3 separate regions of the Mus musculus genome follow, and all the other regions are linked to region 1. The links are chromatin contacts, called in public promoter capture Hi-C maps. All regions are on one chromosome and are shown on one strand. The core of a region is the stretch at or near the end of the contact, and the rest is flanking DNA. Distances in the headings are between cores, read along the strand shown. Region 1 holds the start of Clba1 (clathrin binding box of aftiphilin containing 1). Region 2 holds the start of 9230104M06Rik (a long non-coding RNA gene). Region 3 holds the start of Nudt14 (nudix (nucleoside diphosphate linked moiety X)-type motif 14).

Region 1 (5,058 bases), core at 1,066-3,565:
GTGGCTGTCCTGAGCTGTTTCCTATGACTGTGGCTGAGGGCCATTAGGGTGTCAGGGACCACTGAGCCAAGTCGCTAACAGCAGCCCTGAGAGGCCACACCAGGGGCACGACTGCAGTATTCATCTCTGCTGCCAGTCCCTCTGGAATGCTGTGGCCCACAGGTGGCCACGGGGACACTGCACCCTCTAGGAACAACCAAAAAAGCTTTGTGAAACCACATTAGCACACAAGAAACGCAGCCACAGCGCCACGGCGCAGTTCCGAGCTAAGTTCATTACCAGAGTCTCGGCACAGATGCAGCCCCTTCATTGCTTCTTTCCAAGAAATGGTCCAGGGAGCAAACGTCTTCAGGAGCCTGTTCCACGGCGACTTCTTGAAACGCAAGCCTAAAAACCTTCTCATAGCTGGGAATGGACTGGAAAGGAGGAACGTCCCAAGGTTAGGAGCAACGTACATACATTAGGTCACCTTGTCCCAAATACTCCACTCTAACATAAGTGTATTTAGTCCCTGGCTGCGTGCTCGGTTGGTGTTGCCGTCACTGACGACCGACGACACCACTACTCAGAATCTCCAGGCTATGTAAAACACAGTGAAAAACCACAGGCTCGCACATCTAAAACCCTGTCGGGGACACGTGGGGAACACTGTCCCTGTTTCCGTGTTGAGGTGCTGAGAAGTCTGTGTGAACGCCAGTGGGAAACAGGACTTCACTGTGGAAGGCTGTGAGTCAGGTGGGGTGGGGTGGACAGTCTGACAGTCTGAATCAGGTGGTGGCAGAGGCGGGGGGGGGGCTGGCAGGCGTTTGGGTTTTGTGTGAGTGTCCCCTGTGCCTGTGGTCTGCAGCTCAGCTGGGTACGCTTTCCTACACTCATCCAGTGTTTTCTGTAAACTTCCCACCATGCACAGATATTTTCTAACACTTCAACCAAGGTGGAGAAAGTGCTCGCTTTAGAAAGAATGTTAAAGCGCTGACTGCAGGAGGAGTGGCCCTCACAGCAGGCTACCCTGCCCCCACCTCTTTCTATTTATCCTCATCTGTGTTTGGGGTGAGCCACTGAGGGGAATGGCTCCGAGGCAGTGGAGGAGGCAAAGGTGTGGTCAGCTCTCAGGGCTGTGTGGGACCCTATGTCAGTCCCCTGACCAAGCCCTCTGTTCCTTGTCCTCCCCCCCCCCCCCTTTTTAGTTTGTTTTTCAAGATTAGGTTCCTCTGTGTAGCCCTGGCTGTCCTGGAACTCACTCTGTAGACCAGGCTGGCCTCGAACTTGGAGATTCGCCTGCCTCTGCCTCTTGAGTGCTGGGATTAAAGGCGGGTGGTGCCCAGCTTCCTTGTCCTCCTTTTAAGCAGAGGACAGCCAACCACACAGCAAAAGACAAACTAGGTGAGAAGAGAAGGCTAGCCAAACCCCCACATTCCCAGGGCACAGAGACTTGGGCAAAGTCTAATGACAAAATACTTCCCACTCAACCACGGAAATACCTCTGAAGATGGGCCAGCAGCAGTTCCTGTCACCCAGGGTCCACCCTGCTGCACCTGGCAAGAACTGCCCTCTTCGGGGACTGAAGGGGTTCTCAGCGGCTGACATTCCGTGGCTCTCCCCAGGAGTTCAAAAGACTGAGAAAACTGCTCCGACTTAGCTGAAGACTCCCGGAAGCCTTCGAACTCTCCCCACCCGCCGCTGAGCTCCCCCGGGTGTGGACAGCTGGTGGGAAGACCCTCATCCAGCCTGGAGCTGTTAGCGTTCGTGTCCGGCAGAACCACGGGACCGTCGCAGCAGATCCGCCTCCGTTCCAAACCATCACCACTCTGTCCTCTAGCTGTCTGGTGGGGGGACCCCTCTCCAGGCTCCTCTGCGAGGTCACTCACTGACTCTCTCCCCACCTCCTGCCCGCCTTGCATCTTGGTGTAGCCAGGCCAGCCGACCCGAAGGAAAGCTGCTCAAAAAACATGCAGCGGCTGAGCTGGAGTTGCCCAGGGCTTCCTGGGAGTGTTCACGTGCCTCCGTGGAGTCGACCCCTCCTGGCACTCGCGGATGACTAGTCCGGCACGGGGGCGTATCCTAGGGCCAAACAAGTGAGGCGAAGGAGGGCCTGTGGGCAGACGCAAGTCCTGGTGGATGAGCTGCAGAACCCGGTCTGCGAGGCCGGAGGCTGAGGGCAGGGAGCTCGGGGATCGCGTCCCAGACGGGAGTCTCGCGGGCTCCGGGACCAGGTCCCAGGCGCAGACGGAGGGGGTCCCGAGCTCCCAGAGGCCCGCAAGGCGCGCACCCACCTTCGCCGCCGCGACGCGCCTCCCGGCGCCCGGCGGGGAGATACTACAGCCAGCTTAGCCGGCAACCAGCGCCGCGCGTTGCCCGGCAACGATGCGTGCCAGCAGGCTTCCGGCGTGCTTTAAGTGTCGTCAGCACGCCACCGTGTGGCGTGGCCAACAGCGCCCCGCCCATGCCCATCCTCTCCCGACTACCACTTATGTTGCTGCGGACTGGAGGATGCTGGCAGCTCTGCAGTGGGTCCCAGCCTGCTATCGTGACTGGTCTTTCTGCCTCCCCCGCCCTACAAATATCGGTGGGAGCAGTTCTCTTTTTATTATGGCGCCCAGTGCCTCTGTGTCCGATATGTCCCTTGCAGTCGCATACCTGGCCCTGGAGTAAGGCCACTGCCACGGTACTGGCCCCTCATCCCACACCCTCCGGCCCTGGTTCCTTGCTCTCCTATTGGATGCTTTCTCAAGTCTGGAAGCTATGGGGAAAACTCTGTCTACCTGATTTAGTTCAGTTCCAGATCACATTCCCTTCTGCAAGAATGAGCGTCTACTGCCTGCAGAGTAGGAGAGCCACTGCCCTGCCTCGTGTGCTCACAGTCTGGGCCGGGTCACCAGCCGGACCCAAGGCGGAGCAGGGTCAGTCTTGGTCATGGACAGGCAGAGACTCACAGGCCCCTGCAGGGCCCTGATGAACTAACCTTGCCCCTCTCCCAGCCCCAGCCACAGAAATCCTTGGCCCTTTCCATATGTCCCCATCCTGAGCTTCATGAAGTCAGCCTTCAGCCTGTCACATCTTTATCCAAGTCACCCTAGACTAGCAGCCATTAACAACCTCCCCTGAGAAAGAGGTGGGTCAGGCCTGCATCTAAACCCAACTTCAGCCCCTTCCTCTATACTCAGATTTCCCCCTGGACTTCCCTAGGCCCTGCTCTGTCCTTTGCATGAATTATGCAGTCCCTCATCCCCTGCCTCCTCAGGAGAACTACTGGAAAATTTGATTTAAAAGTGACAAGATGAGATCATTCGCTGCATCTTGGACCACAGCCTTCCCCATTCCCCTGGGCAGACGAGCCTGGCACTGTTCACTGAGGCTTGCGGGCAGAGAGCTCAGGACCATGGCTTGGTGCAGCTATTCCCAGCTTTCCCAGTGGCCCGGTAGGATGGTGCAGACACAGTCTGTGTTTACAGACACTGGCTTGTTTGCCTCACTCTGACCCAGCAGGTCCTGCTCTCGGTCCGTTCCCAAGGCTCCAGTTCCCCTCACCTGCTGCCCTTGCTGACTTTGACGTCTGGGGAGCTGGAAGGACAGGAAAACTGAGGCCTGGGCCCACAGTGGGACACACAGTGGCAAAGGACTGGGCTGCAGCGGGTCTTCCCACCTTTAGTGTCTCCTCATGTCTGTCTCGCTTTCAGCTCTGAAGCAAGACTTCCAGAACGATTCCAGTTCTTCTGAGTCCACGTTGGGGTGATCTGTGTGACCACTGAGCTGAATGATGGTCCCCAAAGATATCCACGTCATAAAATCCAGAAGCCATGAATATGAGACCTTAAAAAAGGGAGGGGTGTTCTGTATGAAACTAAAGAGGTGAGAAAGCTGGGTATGGTGGCATAGGCCTGGCACACCAGCCCTGGAAAAGATGAGGCAGGAGGATCAAAAGTTAGAGGCCAGCCTAAGCTACATGGTGAGTCTGAGACTAGCCTGGACTAAATGGTGAGACCCTGTCTAGAAGGAGGGAAGACAAGAGAGACGGGTGGAGAGAGGTGTGTGAAGATCCTAGCAGTGTCCCCAAGACTCAGGGCAGCAACCATGCCAGCATCCCGGATAGGCAGAGTGAGCGCATGTCATTCTAGCCCAGTCTGTGATATTTTTTCATAGCAAACATGGTAAACTGATAGACCTCGGTGCACCCTGGGGACCTTACTGAAAAGATGCTGCCCTGAATGGACAGAGGCAAATTTAACGTTGGTGCCTAATAGTGACTGAAGGAGGTCAGACAGCCCAGATAGGTGGGCAAAGGAGGCAGTGGCTCTACTTGGATCTGTAGAGCAGGGTGGGCCAGAGGGTAGAGGGGCCTAATGTCAGGGTGTGAGCAGCTGGGCTGTGAGTCCTGAGTGGCCGTGAAGGGGCAGAGCCAGTGTGCTGGGGGAAGGAGCCCTGACCGACTTCTAATCCCTCACTTGTCCCTCCCTCTCTTCCCCCGAGTTCTTCTGCCCCAGGGTGGTGCTGCTGTGCCCAAAGCCTACAGTCAACCTGGTGGCTCCCAGGTCACCTGACACTAAGGACTGGTTGAAGAAGCTGTCCTAGAAGTCACAGGGATCTTCCCGTGAGGTGGCAGGGGTCACATCCCTGTCTCTGCACCTGTGGTTTCTGGGCCGTAGGGCCAGTCCGGAGCTGCCCAAGTGCCGGGTTGGCCTGCTTAGTCTACTCCTTTAGGGGCAGCAGGGCACCCCAATATGCCCCTCCAACTCCCTACTTCCTAATCCCGGCTGTGTTCTGAGCTACATGGACACAGGGATAGGAAGGACCTAGGGGCCATGCCCAGACCAGACAGATATTCAGCACTGGGGAAGATGAAGCAGATGGAGGCAGGGCCCCTGTGTTCAGGGAACTGGGGTGGTGGGACTCTGGGCAAGGGCCTCCCACTGTGGACCTGCAGGCTTGGAGCCTGCAGGCGAGGGAAGGACTGAAGTAGGCAGGGTGACTTGTGGGAAGAGTGGTCACAGATGCCACCACCTCCTGCATGCCTGTGGGCTAGGGTGGGGCAGGGCCATGATGATAGCAAAACTATTTTTG
Region 2 (5,058 bases), core at 1,096-3,595, 190 kb before region 1:
AGGCCAGACTGGTCTACAGAGTGAGTTCCAGGACAGCCAGAGCTACACAGAGAAACCCTGTCCAGGAAAACCAAAAAAAAAAAAAAAAAAAGGTTTAATTTCTTTTTCATGTATATAGTATTCTGTCTGCATATATACCTGCACGCCAGAAGAGGGCACCAGATCTCATTATAGATGATTGTAGCTGGGAATTGAACTCAGGACCTTTTGGAAGAGCAGCCAGTGCTCTTAACCTCTGAGCCATCTCTCCAGCTCCAAGAGTAGACAAAGTCAAGTCGCTGAGTCTGGGGCACTTTGTTCTGGTAGTCCCAGCAAACAAATATTCTACAAGTTTTATTGAAACAGAAAAAGAATTGAACTCAAGGAAATGTGTGTGCTGGGACTGTTTTGTGGCAAGGGCTTGACTATGTCATACAAACTTGGGAATGGAAGGACGCAAGGCTAATGAGTGGATTGGGTAAAGCAGTGGTATAGCAGAATCCATAGCAGAATCTGTGCAGAGCAAAGGGGTTTAACACAGGCACTCTCTTCTCTTTGTGGTACGCCTAATACTTCTCCATGATGAAGCATTTGGGGGTACCCCCAGCTCTGAGCTATGTTTTCTCTCTACACAATGGCATTCATGAGTGATAAGCTCACCTTTTCATGTTTATCCCCTGCAGAGCAAGATATTCTTGCTCTTTAAGACTCAGATTGGGTGAGCCTTTTTCAAGATAGAATGGCAGGGAAGCATCCCCAGGCCCTCCAAAGAAGATAGGGCTCCACCTGGTTCCTCTGTAGGGGCTGAAGAACTTGCTGCTCTTCCCTTCTTAGCACTTGTCTTACTGCAATGTACATTGGGGTCACTGAGAAGGGACAAGGCTCAGGGGCATCTGTGAGGAGGTCTGAAGGACCCTGGTCCTCCACCTTGGGACTCTGACCATGGTTATCTCCTAAAGACACCAACTGTATAGGGAACCAGGAGCTCCTGTGAGTGCTTCACTCTGGGTTTCTGGAGTATTGCTTTGTTTTTGTTTTTTTTCCGGACATACCATTGGCTGTCCTGGACCTTTTGAGGCATTCAATGACATGTTGATTTGGGATCCCTTGGGGTGACTCGAGAGCACAGGAACTGTGCAGCACTCCAAATCCTTCAATTCCTTCATTTGCCATTTGACTTTAATATGTATTGTGCACATGATGGTGAGAGGGTACATGTGTGGAGGTCAAAAGAGAATTTTGTGGAGTAAATTCTCTCAGTCCGCCTTTACCAGAGTTCTTGGGATTGAACTCAAGCAAGGCAGACAGATTTGCTTGGCATTTACTTGACGAGCAATCTCACCAACCCTTCCTTTGCTATGTTTTGAGGAGATCCCTCCCAAGTTCTGTTTGTTTGTTTGTGACAGGGTTACTCTATGTATAAAACAGAGTCCTGGCTGGCCTCTAATTCACAGAGATTCACCTGCCCCTACCTCTGGAGTGCTGGGACTAAAGGTGTGCACCAACACAATCGGCTTTTTCCAAGTTGTTGTTCTTGTTCTTCTTCTAAATTGTGTTGATAACGCTGGTTTTGCAAGCTGATCAGAAGTCTGCATATTTACAATGCTTCCCTCTTAGTTTGAGCTCCTGTGGCATCCTGCAGTCTAATTTTGGAGTTTCTTACCTGTAGTAGTGCACAAGATTTGCTAAACTTCCCAAGGACTGACAGGTATGGCTGAGATTGTGAGCAGCGCCTGCGGATGCAGAGGGTTCTGTGTATGCTCTACTTTACCCAGAGCTCACTACCCTACTACCCAGACCCGTTACTGCCAGGAAATAGGAAGTCCTGCTGAGAACTCAGCGTTGAGGTGACCAACTGTGGTCCCAGAGACTGTTCACCCTGGGACTGAGGGATGGGGGATGAGGTGTCTGCAGCAGAGTCTGGGAGAACATTCCAGGTCCCTCTTAAACGCTGCCCCGCCGGCAGTCCTTGATCCTGCCCTCTAGGGCTTGCTGACTCCCCAAGTTACTCCCACTACATCCAGCCCAGGACGCTCCCAAAGCCTATTGTGCCAATCAGTGCAGGCTCCACGGGCCGGGCCTTGGCCGCACACAAGTTACCGCCCACAAACCCATCCCACTACTTTGTTTCCAGATTTCCTCTCTCAGACAATCGGCTCTCCTTCGGCTCCGCATACCGAAAGCTTCGTGGCCTCGGCGCCATCTACAGGCTCCTCCCATACTCGTCCCAGCTCCACCCACCGGCCTACTCCGGGCCCCGTCACTTTAAGCCTCGCCCCTGTCCCAGGCTCCTCCCTCAGCCCGCATTTCCTCCTAGGCTCCTCCCACGGCCCGAGTCGGGTCCCGGGCTGCGCTCCTCGCCCCGCCCCGCCCCGCCCCGCCCTTCTCGCCCGCCCTCCAGTCCCGCCCCGTTGTTGGCTTTTGGCCCGCGAGGCCTCCGGGTTCCAGGTTTGGAGCTTTGCTTCCGGCCGCCCGGAAGGTCGGCGGTTCGGTCCCAGCGTCCCAACGATTCTTGAGTTCCTTTATCGGTCCCGCGGGCGCGGCCGTTGCAGGCAGCGCGGCCCGCACGCGCTGGGCGAATCTGCCGCGACGAATCGGCAGGCGTGGCGCCGGCGGCCTCGCGAGAGTGCGGCGCAGACGGAGGCGGCGCGACGGGCCTTGCGGGCTGAGGGCCGCGGGCGGAGAGCGGACTGCTGAGCGGCTGGGGGGCCGGTGGGGCCCCGCGGCTCCACCATGACGGGCCGCGTCTGCCGCGGCTGCGGCGGCACGGACATCGAGTTGGATGCGGCGCGCGGCGATGCGGTGTGCACGGGCTGCGGCTCGGTGCTCGAGGACAACATCATCGTGTCCGAGGTGCAGTTCGTGGAGAACAGCGGCGGCGGCTCGTCGGCGGTCGGCCAGTTCGTGTCGCTGGACGGTGAGTTCTGCAGCTCGGGCGAGGGGGCCGGGCAGGGCTGCGTGTGCGAGGTCCGAGGGAGGAGTCGAGGCTGGCGGGGAAACTGAAGTAGGTCGTCCTGTGACAGACCGTGGGCAGTCGGACAGGGAAACTGAGGCAGGGCCGGGCCGGGAATCTGCAGCCAGGTCCCCTCCGAGTCCCGTACGCCGATGTAAACTCCGCGATCTGCCCGGTCCAAGCGTCGCGGTCCGGTCCAACGGAGGTCGTCGGGCTGGGTCCCGAAATCTGACAGGCACGGCTTTCAGGCTCGCAGGTTCCGTTTATCCGGTTGGCCACTCTAACAGGTGTCATTGCCCTAAGGGCTATGAAGAAGATGTGCCCAGCCTCAATTCTCTGCCCAGTCGCCTGAGTCCTTATCTTTTTAAAATAAGGGTTTGTTTCCTAACCGTTGAATGTCGAGTCTCTAGGTGAGTTATACTTCCAAGTCTTTCTTTGTATATCTGATTCTTGAGGCAAATGTTACTATTTTGACCAAAGGTTTTACATTTTGAAGCATTCCAATTTGTCGCCTTTTCTTTCTTGAGAGTTTCCTTTGTCACGAATCTAAGATGTCTTTGAGTCACCGCGTTTGTCTTCTAAAAGTTATTGTTTACACTTTTACGCAGTTTTGTTTTTATTTTCTGTAGACTGGGGATCTAGCCCAGGGACTCTGGCACACTAAACAGTTCCCAAATCCCTATGTCAGTGGAAGCCTAGTCCACATTTTTTGAGTTAAGCCTTGTGGAAAGTGGGATGTGCGGGCTGAGGCTCCTTTCTTGTCTGCGGAGGTACCATTTTCCACACATAGTTTGCTGAAAGGATTCCTTTTTTTTTTTTTACATGGAGTTACCATTGTTCCTTCCGCAGAGGTCATTGTCTGCCCCCCTGTGTGAGTCTGCTCCGGGTTCTGTAGTGCATTCAGCCTGACCTTTTGTTTACATTTAATGTTTTGCGATCAGAATTGTGAGCCATCCAGCTTTTGCCTTCCTCTATGGACTAGTGTATTTGTAATCTCTTTCCCTTGGACTGTATGTAACTGTATTTGCATATTTATATGTATTGTGTGTATGGAGCTGGAGCCCAGGTCTTGCTCATACTAAGCAAGTGCAGTGCCACTGAGCTCTCTATGTTCCTAGCTTTTTATGGTTTACTTTGAGTTAGGGTTTTGACAAGTTGTCCAGGCTGGCTTTGAACTTAATCAGTAACCCAGGCAAGCATTGAGCTTGCAGTCCTCCTGACTCAGCCTCTTAAGTAGTTGCAGTTATGAACCTGTACTACCAGACCCAACTTTTTGGGTTTTTTTTTGAGACAAGATGTTCCTGTGTAGACTGGTTGGCCTTGAACTTTTAGCAGCCTCCCCTGCCTCAGTTTCCTAAGTACTGGGATTACAAGCATGCACACCATGCCCTGTGCGGCTGAGGCTGTGTGTGTGGTGTGTGTGTGTGTGTGTGCACAGGCATACATGTATGTGTGGGCACATGAGTAAGGAGGCCCAAAGTTGGCATCAGGAACCCTCCTTGATAGTTCTCCACTTTACTGAGTCAGGGTCTCTTGCTGAACTTGGGGCTCCTGATTCCGGCTACTCTAGCTAACCAGGTTGGCCAAGGGATTACCACTCTCAGCCTCCCAACTGCTGGGGTTATAAGTGGCTAACACTCCTGACCTGCTTTTATGTGCATCCTGGGGATCTGCACAGCAAGCATTTACTCCACTGACCGACAGGACTGTCTCCCCAGCCCGTGCAGCAGATTGTTGAATCTGCTGTGAGTTCCAAAAGCAAGCTCACCTGAGGCATTGTCCTGGGGTATTGGCCTGTAGTTTAACATCTATCAGCCTTAGATGTCAAGGTAATGAATGTACTCCTGAAACAAGTGAGCTGTGTCCCTGCCTCCCCACCCCCCCTTACTTTCTGGAAGGGACTATATACAAACAATGCCCTCTGCGCTCTTTCTCTTTCCTAGTTTCACTATGTAACTTAAGCTGGCCTCGAACTCATGATGCTCCAGCTTCAGTCTCTACACAGCCGAGATTGTAGGCGTGTGCCTACCACTTCTTGCATCTGTTCTTACTTAAATATTAAGGTTTCTCTGTGTAGCTCTGGCTGTCCTGGAACTCAGAAATCCACCTGCCTCTGCCTCCCGAGT
Region 3 (5,058 bases), core at 1,496-3,995, 130 kb before region 1:
ACGCAGCCTCTGGGGGGGGGGTCAGAGGACAACTTTTAGAGTCACTTCTCCCACTTTTATGTGGGTCCAAAGACTGAATACAGGTCCACAGGCGTGCATCACCAAGCAGCAAACACATCTGTCCTGCATCCAGTGTGGTGGCTCAGAACTGTTATCCTAGCACGTGAGAGGCTGGTGATGGGTTAGGAGTTCCAGACCCCCGAGAAGACTGAGAAAACAGGAGGTCATGTGGGTGGGATCTGTTTTGTAAAAAATTCAAACGCAGAAAAAGATAGACTTGTAAAGAACTTTACCAGCCTTAGCCCCACCCACCCAACTGGGGCCAGCACTAGTCCACCTCTCTCCATCCTGGAAGTCATTTTGACTTTGGCCTTGCATCCTCAACTCCTTGGCAACTCTAGCCCAGCCACCCCCAAGCAAACACACAGACACTTGGAAGGTCCAGCCAACACAGCACTCAGGCCCTTGTCCAGCACGAGGGAGGCAGACAGAAGTGAGGTCCCATAAAGGCTTCAGTGGCCTACAGGTTGGTGGAAGTAGCCCTTGGAGACAGACAGCAAAGCAACCTCCTGGTGCTGGAGGAAGCCGATCCAAGCCGGTCACCACTGTACATGCACACTCAAGCGATTGTGCTTGTCTGATTGTTGTTTGGAATGGGGTGGTATGGACAGAGCTGAGGGTAGCGGCTTCTTACAGATGAGTCTGCTCTGCCACAGCTGACACAGGAGAACAGGGGCAAGGCCTCAGTTTACAAAAAATAAGAGGCCTTTGTGTTCCATAGTTCCCTGGTCTCCTAGTCTTGACTCAGTCCTTCCAGCCACCCTGTGCCTTGGGATCCTCATGTTGTACAGTATCCTTAAGTCCCCGGACCTACTTCCTGTCACCCCACTAGAAAAACACAGAACCTTGGCAGAACCCAGCACCCATCTAGACACACCCAGACCCTGGGCACCGCCCAAAAGCATTTTCTATCCCTGAGCCAGCAGAGGTCAGACCATCTGTGCCCAACAGCTCTCTGGGTATAGGACCTGCCCTACTGTGTGCCTGCTTTGTGTTCACATGGGGCCCAAAGAGGCAGAGAGAAATGTAGGTGTGACTGCTTAAGGAGCCTGAGGTGAGGGTGGCCCTAGTTATGAGGGCCCCCAGATGTGATCATATTGTCCTGAAAGGATGGAGGCAGAGTCCAGAGACCACCAGCAGAATGTCAGAGAGCAGGGAGCCAACAATGTTTTGAAGGTAGGGGATAGACCACATGCCAGAGTGGGACTTTCTAGGATCTGAGAGACAAGTCTGGAGACACCCAAATCCCAGCCAGGGACCTTGTGTTGGAGTCCCAGCATCCTGAACTGACTCTATAGAAGTTTGTCTTGCTGAAAGACAGCAGATGTAATAACGCTGACTTGTGGCCTCGTGTCTCATGATGTCTGCACTGTCCTGGACATGTGTTCAACGGGGTCTTTGGAACTCCAGGAAACGGCTTGCCGAACACAGAGATGGTTTCTCTAAGTCTTGGGCATTGGCAGCATGGTGCCTTCCCACCTCACCCCACCCACTTTTGACAAACCCCTCTCCATCCAGGCTCCTGCATTGCTCCCATGGGGACAATGATCAGCTATCTAACAGTACCACTCTGGGCCCTGGCCAAAGCCCCTTGGACAGACATATTTCTTGCTCCTGCACACAGGTAGCCCTTTCCTGTGGCCCAGGGATCCCAGAAACTCTACTCACCTCAGTTTATACTAACATTCAAATGTGACTTTCCCCCTACAATGATCTGTAGAGTTGTGGGGGCTTTCTGTTTTCCTCTCAGGCAGGCCCAGTGAGCACAGGTAGCCCCCGGCCAGTGACACTGGGCCCTTTAACATCTTCCTTTGCCTGAACTACTGGTTATAGCAGTGAGAACTCTGTGACTGGTCCCTATTGTCTACACACACTCTAGGGAGAAAGTCTGCCAGGAGGCCTCTGAAATAAAGGAAGACACCTGAGGGCTTTGGTTTCGGGGACTAGAGGAGCTCTTGGTTGATAGTCACTCTGACCTCCAGGACACTAGGTGGCCAGGCCAAAGCCTGGAAAGTTCAGTACTTTAGGAGAGGGATGTGTGTGTGTGTGTGTGTGTATGTGTGTGTGTGTGTGTGTGTGTGTGTGTAGTCTTTAAGAATGGCTCTCTGTGAACCATGTGTCCCATATAGTGAAGTCCTCTCTCCTTGAATCTAGAGTGGCCTGGAACTTTGGATGCATCTGGATTGACATAGTGATGGAGCAGATCTGGGGCCCTGAACAGCTGTTGTGAAATGTGTGCAGCAACATGGCCTTTGTGAAGAACAGAGACAGGAAGTCGCACTTTCTCTCAAACAGGGTCAGGTCAGCCTCTGTGTGGCTAGTGCTCTTCCCGGGGCCTTCCTTCACCAGCCTTTTCTCTTCAGATTTGTCTTCTATTCTCCCCTTCTGTACGCTTCAGTGGGGGCCCTGGCTCCCCAGACTTGGGAAGGGGGTGAGTTTGTTGCTAACCCCGGCCAAACAGACTCCCGCTCAGCTGACCTACCCCGGTGATCCCCTCTGATTTCCACCCGTTGGAGGCTTCATATACTACGAAGCCCTCTCCACCCTACTCAGTTCGCTTCCCCTTTATGCTGGCTTGGGGACTTGTCTGAAAGCGCCTCCCTCGCGCGCAGCACTCCCGCAGGTGCTACCTGGACTCTGTGGCCCGCCCTCCGCCCCGCCCCCCGGCCCGCCCCGCGTGTGAACTGGGCATGCCCAGAAGTGCGTAGACGCGCCCGCCGGCTTCGATCCGCGGAAGAATCTGCTCTGCGCCACCATGGAGCGCATCGACGGGGTGGCCGTGGGCCTCTGTGCCCATTCGCCCTACCTGCGGCCTTTCACGCTGCACTACCGCCAGGTGATCCGCCCCACTCGCGTGTCTCCGCGCTCTCCCCCCGCCCCCCGCGTTGCGGCCCCGGCCCCGCCCCCCGAGCTCACGACTCCGCCCTGAGCGGATTCTCAGAGCTTGAGCTCCGCCCTCCTGCAGTCCTGACGGCCAGTCGGTCAACCCGGAATGGCCAAGGAAGGACATGCAAAGAGAATCGCTCTTTCCTGAGGAAGATTTGACTGGCCCTCCATTTCTGACCGCCCATCGATACTTTTATGCAGTTAGACCCATTGATTACTCTGGGTATCAGGGCAGGAAAACTCTTGGATCAGGGCAGGAAGAACTCTTGGGGAACCCCACAATTGCAGATACCCTCCTTGCGCCTTCTTTCTAGCTCCTCCTTCAAGCCTTAACAGAAAGTCTGCTGTCACGAAGAAACCTCTTCAACTCAGTCTTTCGCAGCTCCCAGGTGTCTGTCTCCCAGAACAACAGGGCCATACATAGCTATCTCACATGACACCGTTGGGCACCTAGTAGGCACACAGAAAACATTTGTTGAACCTACTTGCTGCCTCTTCTCTTTCGTCTTACCCCATGGTCTTCCTTCTCCTCTACCCTGCATGGCCCTGTCTAGTAGGCCCCTGGCACGTTGCCCATTTCCATTCTCTATGCTGTCTGATACACAATTTTCCTGACCTGATCAATGTAGCCCTGACTGGGTTTCAGCTTAGATCAGACCGCCCAGGGCTTGGCGTTTGCCCAGCTCTCCCACTCCATTTCTCTCACCAGTGTTGTGGCCTCCAGCCTGCAAATTCCCTTGCCTCTGGTGTGTCTGCTGTGTGGAGGTCCTTTCCACCTACCCACTAGGCTAGGGAATTCTTCTCCCAGAGTGCAGTGAGGTAATACAGGCTTGAGGGAGCAACTGGGTTCAGTTGAGGAACAAAGGGTAGAGACACGGGGTGTGTGTGGGGGATCACACTTCTTTTCCCTTTCCTCGGCTGGTGACATGGGGTAGCCATGTGGCTCTTTCATACCCAGGACCTGGGGTTCTGGTGGGCTGTGGACGGTCCAGGCTGGTTCGTTCGCCCTCACTTCCTGGGAAGTGCTGTGGGGTGGCTTTACAGCTTTGGCTGGCATCCCACCAGCACATTTCCGCTGATGGCATTGGTAACCAGAGCTCAGTTGAGCAGGCAGCGGCCCGCCATAGCCATAGTCATAGCTGGGAGGGGGGTGGGGGTTGGGGTGGAGGGTAGGCAGCATTTCCTCGGGAACTGAAGGATACTGGGCTGGGCTGGGTTTGCCATGGTAGGGGTCTGCAGCCTTTAACTGCCCCAAAGCAGCAGTGGCCCTGTATAGAATGTGCCCACTGCTACATTCTAGAACTGTCTCTCCCTCCCAAGGCCCATGTCAGCATCTCTGGCCCTACTACCCACAGCTCTGACAAAGTGTTTGATCCTGAGTCAAGAGGGTCCTTGTAAGTCACCTAGGGTGACCTCCCTGAAGGAAAGCTGTTGGGGTAGGCAAGACAGGCTCACTGCAGCCTGGGCAGGCAGCCTTCTTTGGAGCCTGCCTAGGTGGCTGGATATCGGGCAGGCCTGGGCTCGCCTCTCGAGGTGGTGCTTCAACGGCCTCCTGGGCAGCCTGCCCTGCCCAGGACATTGGCTCTCTTCTCCCCCTAGAAACCAGGCTGCTGCTACCCTCTCAGGATATCTCTGCCTGCAGTCTCAAGTCAATCTTTCTGTGAGACTCTCCTGTCATTGACAGCAGTACCCTTTTCCTCCTGAGGAAGCCCTGTGGCTCTCTCCTCAGTGTCCTCCCTCTTTGTTGCCTGGCAACACACTGTCTCTGGGACCCAGGCCCCTGCCTTTTTATGCAGATTGTTTGGAGCCCCTGCATCTGTGGTGAGCTGGGCTGTGCTCATGAATGACCCAGAGGTGGACTAAGCAGGTAGGGGTAGGGATGGATAGGTCCAGCCCCACCTGCAGAGACCCTTCAGGGAGGAATGTCTCTGCTGGCTCCAGTCCCCAGAGACAGCCGGTCTTTCCAAGTGGCATTTGGATGGTGGGGACTGTGGGATCCCCATCTTAACCTAACCTTGTATAGAAAGCATCGATGACATCCCCAATACTGCAGGGCCCACCTTAGCTATTTCTTGAGTGCTACCCTATGTACAGGAGTGGCAGGACTAGGGG

The links. Capture Hi-C pulls out chosen DNA fragments and counts their contacts.
Region 2: a promoter capture Hi-C map of pancreatic islet shows a contact between it and region 1. The contact joins the promoter of 9230104M06Rik here to the promoter of Clba1 in region 1. A contact is called at or near these places in 8 of 39 promoter capture datasets (the HPC-7 cell line, the SN4741 cell line, cranial neural crest and 5 more), 5 of 484 Hi-C or Micro-C datasets (embryonic stem cells, nephron progenitors, pro-B cells and 1 more), 4 of 115 datasets of contacts at active chromatin or transcription factors (the SCID.adh cell line, bone marrow-derived dendritic cells, extraembryonic endoderm stem cells and 1 more) and 3 of 9 other capture datasets (adipose tissue, liver and pancreatic islet).
Region 3: a contact with region 1 is called in a promoter capture Hi-C map of pancreatic islet. The contact joins the promoter of Nudt14 here to the promoter of Clba1 in region 1. A contact is called at or near these places in 4 of 39 promoter capture datasets (the 3T3-L1 cell line, frontonasal cranial neural crest, hippocampal neurons and 1 more), 1 of 15 datasets of contacts at CTCF or cohesin (pro-B cells), 19 of 484 Hi-C or Micro-C datasets (B cells, CD4 T cells, CD8 T cells and 11 more), 11 of 115 datasets of contacts at active chromatin or transcription factors (the SCID.adh cell line, cardiomyocytes, double positive thymocytes and 6 more) and 4 of 9 other capture datasets (adipose tissue, liver, macrophages and 1 more).

Annotation. Positions count from the first base shown.
Region 1 is chr12:112,806,232-112,811,289 of GRCm38.p6, reverse strand. Clba1 (clathrin binding box of aftiphilin containing 1) reads right to left here and starts at 2,315. Exons shown (of 5, transcript NM_145450.3): 1 at 1,482-2,315; 2 at 280-416. The coding sequence starts at 1,901. It overlaps Gm52004 (a long non-coding RNA gene), which reads left to right. Exons shown (of 3, transcript XR_003950270.1): 3 at 1-299.
Region 2 is chr12:112,998,011-113,003,068 of GRCm38.p6, reverse strand. It overlaps 9230104M06Rik (a long non-coding RNA gene), which reads right to left and starts at 2,345. Exons shown (of 3, transcript XR_001780729.2): 1 at 2,157-2,345; 2 at 1,643-1,712. Brf1 (BRF1, RNA polymerase III transcription initiation factor 90 kDa subunit) reads left to right here and starts at 2,448. Exons shown (of 18, transcript NM_028193.3): 1 at 2,448-2,896. The coding sequence starts at 2,713.
Region 3 is chr12:112,939,829-112,944,886 of GRCm38.p6, reverse strand. Nudt14 (nudix (nucleoside diphosphate linked moiety X)-type motif 14) reads left to right here and starts at 2,745. Exons shown (of 5, transcript NM_025399.4): 1 at 2,745-2,896. The coding sequence starts at 2,816.